2 separate regions of the Sus scrofa genome follow, and region 2 is linked to region 1. A link is a contact called in public Hi-C data. All regions are on one chromosome and are shown on one strand. Each heading gives the region's core, a stretch centred on a gene start, on an enhancer-like site or on the middle of the called end of the contact. The rest is flanking DNA. Distances are from core to core; before and after follow the strand shown.

Region 1 (4,932 bases), core at 1,033-3,532:
AGAAAAACCACTGTCTGGGTCTCACCTGAGCTAAGAACTTGAAGGCTCAGGAGGGATAAACAGAAAGAAACCAGGTGTTTGGCACTCCTCCCACCTTCTCATTCGACTCTTCACCATGGTGATGTGAACATGAAAACCTATGCCCATTTTACGAAGGGCAAGTTGAGGCTCAGAAAGAGGAAAGATCTAAAGGGTTTCTGTGACAAGGGCGGCAGCAGTTTGAGGAAACAGAAGCTCATTGGTGCTGAACAGCAGAGTTGAGATTTGATCCCGAGGAGTATAATCTCAATTTTTTTTTTTTTTTTTTTTTTGGCCACAGCATGCAGCAGATCTCAGTCCCCAGACCCAGGATTGAACCTGAGCTGCAGTGGTGAAAGTGTTGAATCCTAACCCCTAGGCCACCAGGGAACTCTCTAAGGTGAATGACTTTTGGAGACGTGAACATCGCTTCTCTGAGCCCATTTCTACACCTGTAAAGAGATGATGATAATATTACCCACCTTTGTACATATAACAAAGGGAGGGAATAGCATCTGTATCCAGGTGGTCAGGTTGAACATTAAACCAGGTTTGCAAGGCGTCTTGTCCTTTGTGCCTGGCGCAAAATAGGTGTCTGGCAAATGGTAGTGTGTCTAAAAACTGCAGCCTCTGCCCATCCTCCTGCCACTGCTACAGCCTGTCCTCGCCGGCCACCCCCACCCCCCCGCCCCAGGTGGTACACTGTCTGGTTTCAGAGGCGTGTTGGCAAACTGTGGAATACTCAGTGGACAAGTTTCTGCAAGTCTGGGTGTTCCATCTAGCCCTGCCATCAACACCCAGGAGCAAAACCCTTCTCCTGTCTGGAACTCAGTTTCCCCATCTACAAAGTCTGGCAAAAAAAGGTCAGGTGGTACAGGCTGGGAGGAAGGTGGGAAGAGGCAGTGGGGCAGGTAAAGCAGAGCAGAGCAGAGGGCTCCCTGGAACCCAGCTCAGCCACCTGCTGGGAAACCCACAGAACCACCCCAGCAAACTCCCAGCTCAGGGAACCTCCTCCCCCTCCCAGAAGACTCAGAGTCAAGGTGCCCTCTTTTGGACTTGGCTGGGGCAAGGCCTTTTATGCTTAGTTTCTGGAATCTTACAGCTGAACGTGATAGTTACTCTATTTCTTAGGTTAGCACTTACTGAACGCTCACAATGCACCACATGAGGTAGTGCTGGAGATACTGCCTAGACACAGTCCTCCTGTTTTCCATGCCCCGGGGGAAGAAGTCAGCCGCATTTTTGCAGGTAAAGGCTGCCAAGGGTGAAATTTTGCTCAAGCTCGCGCCCTAGCGGCAGAGCTCGAGCGAAACCCGGCGCGCAAGCTCTTCACTCTCAACAGAAGTGAGGACAGACGGCTGGCGGCTTCCACCAGTCCTATCAGCTCTGAAGAACCGGCTGTGCAGCCTGGAGCGGAGGCAGCTCCTCGTGGTTCCGGAAAATAGGGGCGGCTGGGGCCGACCTCGGGTCACGCTGCCGGGAAAGCTCTTCTGGCTTCCCCAGTCATCACCTGGGTCTCCTCCGGCACCTTCCTCACCAGGTGCTTTGAATTGCCCATCCTCCCGACCCCTCTATAAGGCAGCTACCACCCCCCTTTTGCAGACAGCCCCCCTCCCCAAGCTCAGAATGGTTTATTTGCTCAAAGCCGCACAGCTGCCGGCTTTCTCATCCCAGGTCTGGCTGACCCCAAAGCCCTTGGCCGTTTTCCCTGAGCCGTAACACCTCTCCTCCGTAAAAACGGAGCACCAGCAAAACACACAGTAGGCGCACACTAATTGCCAGTTCTCGTCTCAGGGCCCTTTCTAACCACCTGTATCTCTCGACCCCAGGCTGCAAAACGGAAGATGCAAGAGCAGCCAGAGATGAAAGGGCACGGGGGGCCGGGATGCTCTCTAGCTGTCTGTCGGTCGATGGGTCTGTCCGTCTCCCCACCCCCCACCCCCCGCTCACCGTCGGCGGGCTGCTGGAAGTTGATGTAGGCATAGCCCAGCGAGCGGCGGGTGGCCACGTCGCGGCACACGCGGATGGACAGGATGGGGCCGGCGGGCGAGAACTTCTCATAGAGCATGGCCTCCGTCACGTCGGGGTGCAGGTCGCCCACGTAGAGCGAGGCGAGCGGGTAGCCCGGGCCGCTGGCGTTCATGGTGGGCGCGGCCCCGCGCTCGGCGCCCGCGTGCGCTCACCCCGGCGGGAGCCTCGGCAGCGGGGACGCGCGGGGCGGCAGGGCTCTTCCCACCCGCGTCGGCCCCCGGCTTTTACGGCCCCCGCCGCCCGGCTCACCAATCGCGGACGCGCGCGGCCCCGCCGCACACCTGCGACCCCTCAGCCTTCGAGAAGCCCCAGGTGGGGGCATCTCTGCCTCCGTGACGAGAGGCGAGGACAGCCCTCACCTGGCCCCGGGTAGAGTTGCGGGGAAGCCGGGGGAGCTCCGAGCCTGCGCCAGCAGCGCGGAGAGGGCGGGGACCGGGCGGCAGGAGCCCTGGGTTCTAATCCCCAAGATGCCTTTGTCCTGAACCTTCTCTGTGAAACTGGGAGGATTCCCTCTACACGAGGGACTGTGTGCCCCGCGCATGTTTCACACAGTAACGGGCGAATTCCGAGCGGGACGCCCGACTTCAAGGCTTGTGTTCCTACTGCCTACCCTCCCGAAAGGAGGCTTTCTCGTCCGGACAGCACGGATCCAGTCCCAGCCTTCAGGACCTGGCTGGGTGACTTGGGACTGAAGGCTCCATGTGAGCATTTCCAACTAAAACCTTCCTTGACCCCAGCAAGGCCATTGGGAGAGGCTCTGCGCACGAATCCATCCCACCCGCAGGCCACCAGGAAGGTTCACCGCGATTCTTGGAACCCAACAGGACAAGGTCAGAGTGCTGGCCCCCCAAAAAGCACCAAGTGTCAGAGTTTGCAGCCCCAACCTGTGATGTAGGGCCAGTTTTGAAAACTGACATTTCACCTGGCTTCTCATTTCCTGCTTCAATAAAACAGATTCCCAGAGACCTTTGGTTGGGTGTGACAGATGGAACAAGCAGCCTGGGAACCAAGGGCAGGAGCTCGTCTGGTTGCCCAGCTTACACTAGCAAGAAAGCATCAACCAGTTCTAATCCTGGGCTTAAAAAAAAAAAAAAAAACTATCTTGATTTTTTTTTTTTTTTAATGGATGCTTTTAGACTGGGGCGTGGGGGACAAGCCCCAGGAAGAAAGTCAGTGCTGCAGGCTACCTTAAACAGTGCTAGGAGGGAGGACGGAGATGGGCCTAACCTTGGAGTCGACCAAGACTTATGCAACCATTTCTCCCTGGCTTGGTTACATCTCAGGATTTAAAAAGGAGTGGGGGCGTCATCTATGAATAGGATGCAAAACCACAGTCCACACCCAATCTCAGAAGCCACAAAAGTGGACCCAACACCTGGATGGATTGTTGTGCAACGCAGAGAGGCTCCGTGGTTTTTTTTTGTCTTTTTGCCTTTTCTAGGGCCACTCCCGCGGCATATGGAGGTTCCCAGGTTAGGGGTCCAATTGGAGCTGTAGCCACTGACCTACGCCAGAGCCACAACTCGGGATCCGAGCCACATCTGCAACCTACACCACAGCTCACAGCAACGCTGGATCCTTAACCCACTGAGCAAGGCCAGGGATCGAACCCACAACCTCATGGTTCCTAGTCGGATTTGTTAACCACTGCGCCACGGCAGGAACTCCAGCTCTGTGTTAATTCATGGCAATTTCCCCCTCTTCACAACACGCTGACTTCTGGTTCTAAAAGATGAAATTAAGTTGCTGCCTCCTTTTAAGAGCAAGGCCCCAATTGTGATCAGAGTAGTCAGCTAGTTCTGGTGGTGACATGGGTGGCGCCACACATCAATGCACAGGCCAACTGATAAAATTTTTTATTTCACTTTTGAGTTTTTACACGTTTCCTGATTATTCTGTAGAAGGTGGAACCTAGAAATGTTTAAAAGACATACACAAATCTAGTACATCAATAACCGGGGTTTTTTTCTTTTTTGCTATACTATTTTCACAACCACGGGTGTGCTTGCTAGGCAATATAACCATCACAGAAGCAAACGTGAGGCAGAATACTGGTAAGGAAAAACAAAGCAAGAGAGAGCTACCAGATATACAGACAGGCTCGTTCCACAGTCACTACTGCATTTTCAAGCGCCAAGTATGAACTGCACATTTTTGTTCAGCTAGAAAGGAGAGAGGGTTTCTTTTTTTTTTTCTTTTTTCTTTCGGTTTGTTTGAAATCAGTGCATGAATGTTTCTTTTCTCATTTCAGCAGATGGACAAACAGATGGACACTACGGCTATGTGGAATGTTCGAGGGAGAAGGGGGGATACTGTGAGACTGGTAGGCCTGGCTATTCTTGACTCTCCCCATTGCAGTGTTCATGCAACTTCCCTGCAGCACAGGGTCTTGCTGAAACATGTCTGTGAACTTGACTGGATGGGCACACTTGGGAGAGCTGGTGACAGGTGCTAACAAGCATTATCAGGGCTGGTTGCAATAAAGAGAAAGCATGGATATTTTAAAATACTTTTTTGATTCAGATCTTGGTACGACTGGAGAGCAACCACTGTGCAGAGAACTGGAGGAAGACAGAACTGTGACGTGGGAAGCTCTTTTCGACTCTCTGAAGCAAGGCTGGCTCACTCAAGCGCTCACCAACGCCTCTCACCCCCTCCAGGGCCCCTGTCCCTGCCCATATAGTATTAAACTAGAAACAAAGGGCCGAGAGAGAAATCAGAAGGAAAAAAACAATGTAAGGAAGCAGAAGGGAGGACAGAAATTTAGAGAGGGAAGAGAAAACCAAAGTCAACAGTCAAAAAAGGACAGTGGGGAAGAATGTTAAGATTTTCAAACTAAAAGGCCCCGAGCTAGGAAGAACCCAGACTGAGTACTTACTCCTC
Region 2 (4,868 bases), core at 721-3,220, 95 kb before region 1:
AAAAAAAAACCACTGACGTAGTCAAATAGAAGAAGCCTCCCAAGATCCCCAAACTGATATTTTTATCCAAATACTTGGGTTTTCAAAGCAGCGTGGGCCATGGTTTACCTCTGCGGTTCTTACAGGTGTGGTTCTTGAGGTCTCTTATAAAGCGATCAAATCTCACCCTACTCAAACCCCATCCCCTGCAACTGCAGTCTGATTCTTTGCAGTGGCTTCAGATACTCCCAACCAGGACCTACTCCTTCGGATGGAACAAAGTCATTAGCCTACCATCAGAGGGAGGTCCCCTTTGAAAATCTGAAAACGATGTGCTTTGCATCTAGAAATCCCAGGGAAACGTGCAGAGAGGCTGGTTATTCAAACCACCACTGCAGGCTGAGGCTTGCAAACAGACACCCTGTAACATGAGCCTCAGTCCTGTCCCTCAACAGCTTCGTGAAGGGGCTCCACTGAGGATCGGGACGATCGAATGGTTACAAGCATGAGCTCTGAAGTCCAATGTATCTGGCTTCAGGTCCTGGCTCTTCTACTGCTCACTGTGTAACCACAGCAAGTTACTTAATCTCTCTGCGATTCAGTTTCTGCAGCAGTAAACGAGGGGGTGGCTATGGAAAACTACCCAGCATGGTCATAAGGATTAAAATCTATGAAATGCTGATAAAGGATTAAGCATCATGCCTGGCAGACATTAAATACCTAATCATTACTAGTTATTGTTCACAGTTACAATGCCTATCGGGTATAATAAATAATTTATACGTAAGTGGACTTTGCTGGTTAAAGCTTTGAACTTTGTAAATACTTGATATGCACTACATTCCACAAAAGTTAGACCAACTCACACACCCATCAGCAGTATTACTACTCTTTCACCATTTGTGTAATTCTGACCCAAAGCCAAACAAAGGCTGAGCCTTGGCCCCGAAACAGAAAAAAGAAAACAAGAAAAGCTCTTTCCTTCAAAAACAAAAGGTTGGTTAAAACCGCACAGACCTGGAAGGCGAAAATTAGAGGGGGCTGCCTGAGAACCCCAGCCCTAGAATGGTCTGTTCCACGGCAACAACCCAGCCACCATTCCCCTGGACTTGCCTCTGGGGCTTTGAGGACACGGCAACCTCTGCTGGAACATCTCCGCCCACCCCACTCACAGCCAACCTTCCTGCCCTCTTCCTCCAGGAATTTGTCAGTAATCCCCAGCCTGAGTTAAATATTCTTCCACTCTGCTTGGCCAACACCCTCCGATTACCTCTGTTTTAAAGCTCAGTTTCAGACACCGAGGTATAATTAATGGTCTGTCCCCCACTCTAGACAACGACCTCCTTCAGGGTGAGGGCTGCTGCAGCATCCAGCAAAGTACCTGTGGATACAGTGGACACTGAAGAGAAATTTACTGAATGAATTAACCAATCACAGAGCAGAGGGTCTAAAGCCGTAGTCAGAGAACGTTTCTGTCGGTAAAGGACCAGAGAACAGACATTTCAGGCTTTGGGGGCCACATGGTCTCAGTCACAACGGCTTCACTCTGCCTCTGCAGCACAAAAGCAGTATAGACAGTACGCAAATGAATGGGCATGGCTGTGTTCCAATAACACTTCACTGCTAAAACCAGGTGGCAGGCCAGGTTTGGCTTGTGGACCATTGTTTGCCAATCAAGCCCTTGGTTTAGAAGAGGAAGCTTTAACTTTCAAAAAAGAAAAGAAAAAAAAAAAAAAAAAGATGATGGAACGATCACAGAGACTTAATATTTTAAACCTGTGCAAAATTCAGGCTAAACGGTACACTGAGAACTCAATTCAATTAGTATGACCACTGGGTACTCCCAGTTCCTTTCCTCTGTGACTCGGTCTGTCACGCACAGAGTAAAGGGAAAGGAAACCGACGGGAGAGGAGAGGACGGCCCCCCACGAGGAACTGAGCACAGGCGTCAGGCCTCGGTCACAGGCCAAATAAAAAGGATCGGAAGAGGAAGAACAGCAGCAGAGATGGGTTTAAATTAGAAGAGCCTGGAAGGGACTCTTCAGTTGTCACATTCACCCTTAAGAGACTGACTGAGAATTGCTCAACCTGGGTCAGACAAACAGTTTGACGAAAACAGACTGAAAAGAGTATGTTTGATAAGTCATTCAGAATTTCCTAACACTTTGAATTACGCATCAAAACCTACATGCTCGCCTCCACAGATCACGGAAAAGAAAGAAAAAAATGCTAAGAGAATGGTCATGCAGGTCGGAAAGTCGATCCCTTCCTGTCGCCTGCCGACCTCTGACTCCACGTGCCAGCTTCCTCCCTCCCAGACCCTCCGCTGCGCCCCAACCTTCCAATGCTCTCTCACTCCTTTGGTTGTGGCAACAGAAAGGAGCTTCAGGACTGAGTCCGTGTGGACCACAGAACCTGCTTTCCCTGGATCGTGCGCGGCCTGCCTGCCAAGTTGGTCTAGTTAGTCAGAGCCTTACTTTTCATAGTGCCTTCCTCTTCCTCCTCCTCCGCATTGATCACCATGGTGCCCAGCTGGGACGGCAACGTGTCGTCGTGCTCGATCATGGTATTGGCTCCGTCACTCATGGTGCTGGCCACGCGGACGGTGCCCATCTCGTCCCCGGCGGCTCGGACCATCGTGCCAGAATCCATTTCATCCTCCTCCTGGAAGAGGATGAAATCTCAGATGAGGGCTAATTTGATCAAAATCTTACAGGGTTTCTGAATTACTCTTATTCATCCTGGTGCAAATATTTCTGATGTGACACTTAGATTCTAAACCCACCACGAAGAACCGAGAGCACTCTTTTTTTTTTTTTTCACACTGAACTATGGTTGATGTACGACACTCTATGTGTTACAAGTGTACAATACATGGATTCACAATTTTCACGAGTTAGACTCCATTGAGAGTACTCTTAACCAAAGAAGATCATAATTTATCCACATGAGAGCTGCACATCCAACCCTAAAGGGCCCTCTCCCTCTCCCCTTCCCTCTCCTTCTTAGTAACATGTTGTAACATTGACCCAAGGAGCTGAGTGCATACTCTTGGGATCTCAAGGGTGTGGGGGAGTCTCTAAGTGTAAAAATCTACCTATTCAGTATGGCTCCCAGATTCTCCAAATGGGTAAGGAAAACTCAGACTCAGCCCTGAGCATTCTCTCTCCTGAATAAAAAGTTAAACTGAAGAAAAGATATGAAGGCAAAAGAATAAAATGTGGAAGTGCCTCAGGAAGCGCTGTGAGAAGAACAAGCACAGATCCAGCAAGCCTCCAGCAAGCCCTGGTCCCGGACTGGACAGAGTCACTTGAAAAGAGTCTCCAGCTCCAGGTGGATCCTACATCCCCAACTCATCTCGCCTGGCCGGTAGTCATGAAATAACAAGCATGAATGCCCGAGGCCCACCACACTGCCTGCCACTCACTGAGTTTTCTTCATCGTCCTGGTCCACCTCCCGCTGCTGGGCTTCCTGGCGTTTCAGCTTCACGTCCATGGCTTCGTTAATTAAGTCCCGCAGTATGGACACTCCTTTGGCACTCTTGACAAATGGGTGCTTCAATAAGAAAGTGGAAGATGGTTTATATGGTAGAGTGCCAAACACTGCCTGGCACACAGCAGGTACTTGATGATTTCTGTTCAATCGGCCAGTGAATCTGTTTCTCTTTATGGTTTGGACATCAGCTAACTCATACTCGCTTTATAACTGAACAGATGCATTCATGCTTTACCCATCTTTTTTGGCTTGGCTAGAATGTTTCCTCCATTTCTCTGTGCAAACTCTAGGGATTCTCAGCAGGCTACTATCGCCCCCTAGAGGAAGTTCTGTAAACATGCTGGGAGCTTGTTTGGAGAACACAAACTACATGGAAGTGGGACAGGGGGCAGGGACACAAGCGATCCTGTGAAGTGTGGAACAATCTTATACAGCATTGAACTGTAACACATTCTGTACATCTTTCAAATGTGTCAGAGAACATATATACACTTTGATAAATAATACTGAAAAATTTTGGGGTGGTTTTGGAGGGGGGGCTTCAATGGAATAGAGACATTGTTTAGAAATCGCTGAATAGTTTACTCATCCTGTTTATTCTTTCTAGTCAATGTACTATAGAATTTCCAACTACGGATTTAGGTAAAAAGGATTTTAGTGCCGAAATGCAGTTCCTACAGAAATACTAAAACTGGTAACAAATATGTAACAGATGTAGGTCCAATATTATTCAATCTGCAAAGATGCTTGTGAATACTGCTGACTTTCATTTATAGAAATGGCTTAAAGTTTTTAATATTAATACCATCTTACGTTTGTATTACTGCCTTTTGTGACACAAATGATAAGAAATCTATGCTATGAAAGTTATGTCTGGAAATTTGGGGGGGGGGTTGCCTGCTGTTTTCCACACTTATTCTGACATTTGTCCCCAGTGTTCCTCTTTGCAATCACCACCCACCAGAGAATATGATTTCCAAGGTCTTTGCAAGTACTCTAGATATGTACAATAGCCTCACCATGTGGTGGGATAGAAATACAGGAGATATCTTTTCCATAAAACTGCATTAGCACCCCAGCCAGGTAGGAAAAGAATTCATCACTACTCTCAGAAATAAGACGCAGCTCATTTGCAAGAATATCAAATTTCCTTGTTCTCTCTACTGAGAAAGTCTTTAAGATCATTTCTCTACCTTATATATAAATGAGTCTGCTCTGCTATTACTTGACATTACAATTATGTTAGTGTCCCCTCCACTCATTTTCCTGGGTTTCTTGAAGGAAATGCTTTCTGTTCTCTCTGCTCTTCAATCTAAACTCATTTGTGATGCTAGGTACAGGTGTCTAATTACTTTATTATGTCTATAAGTTGAAAAGCTGGAGCATTTCTATA

Evidence for each region. A called contact is a pair of places that touch in the nucleus more often than the background predicts.
Region 2: a Hi-C map of liver shows a contact between it and region 1, with 4 times the contacts expected there. The contact joins the enhancer-like site here to the promoter of PABPC1L in region 1. A contact is called at or near these places in 4 of 47 Hi-C or Micro-C datasets (blood and liver).

Annotation. Positions count from the first base shown.
Region 1 is chr17:47,318,609-47,323,540 of Sscrofa11.1, reverse strand. It overlaps PABPC1L (polyadenylate-binding protein 1-like), which reads right to left and starts at 2,282. Exons shown (of 15, transcript XM_005672962.3): 1 at 1,969-2,282. The coding sequence starts at 2,161.
Region 2 is chr17:47,413,298-47,418,165 of Sscrofa11.1, reverse strand. It overlaps STK4 (serine/threonine-protein kinase 4), which reads right to left. Exons shown (of 11, transcript XM_021077860.1): 8 at 3,407-3,535; 9 at 2,457-2,643. Among named protein-coding and RNA genes, the nearest start is that of STK4, 28 kb to the right of the region's middle. Within about 2 kb of position 1,970, at least 18 of the 83 cell types and tissues checked have an H3K27ac peak or open chromatin away from gene starts, as enhancers often do. A contact at or near this core is called in liver, where this site is marked.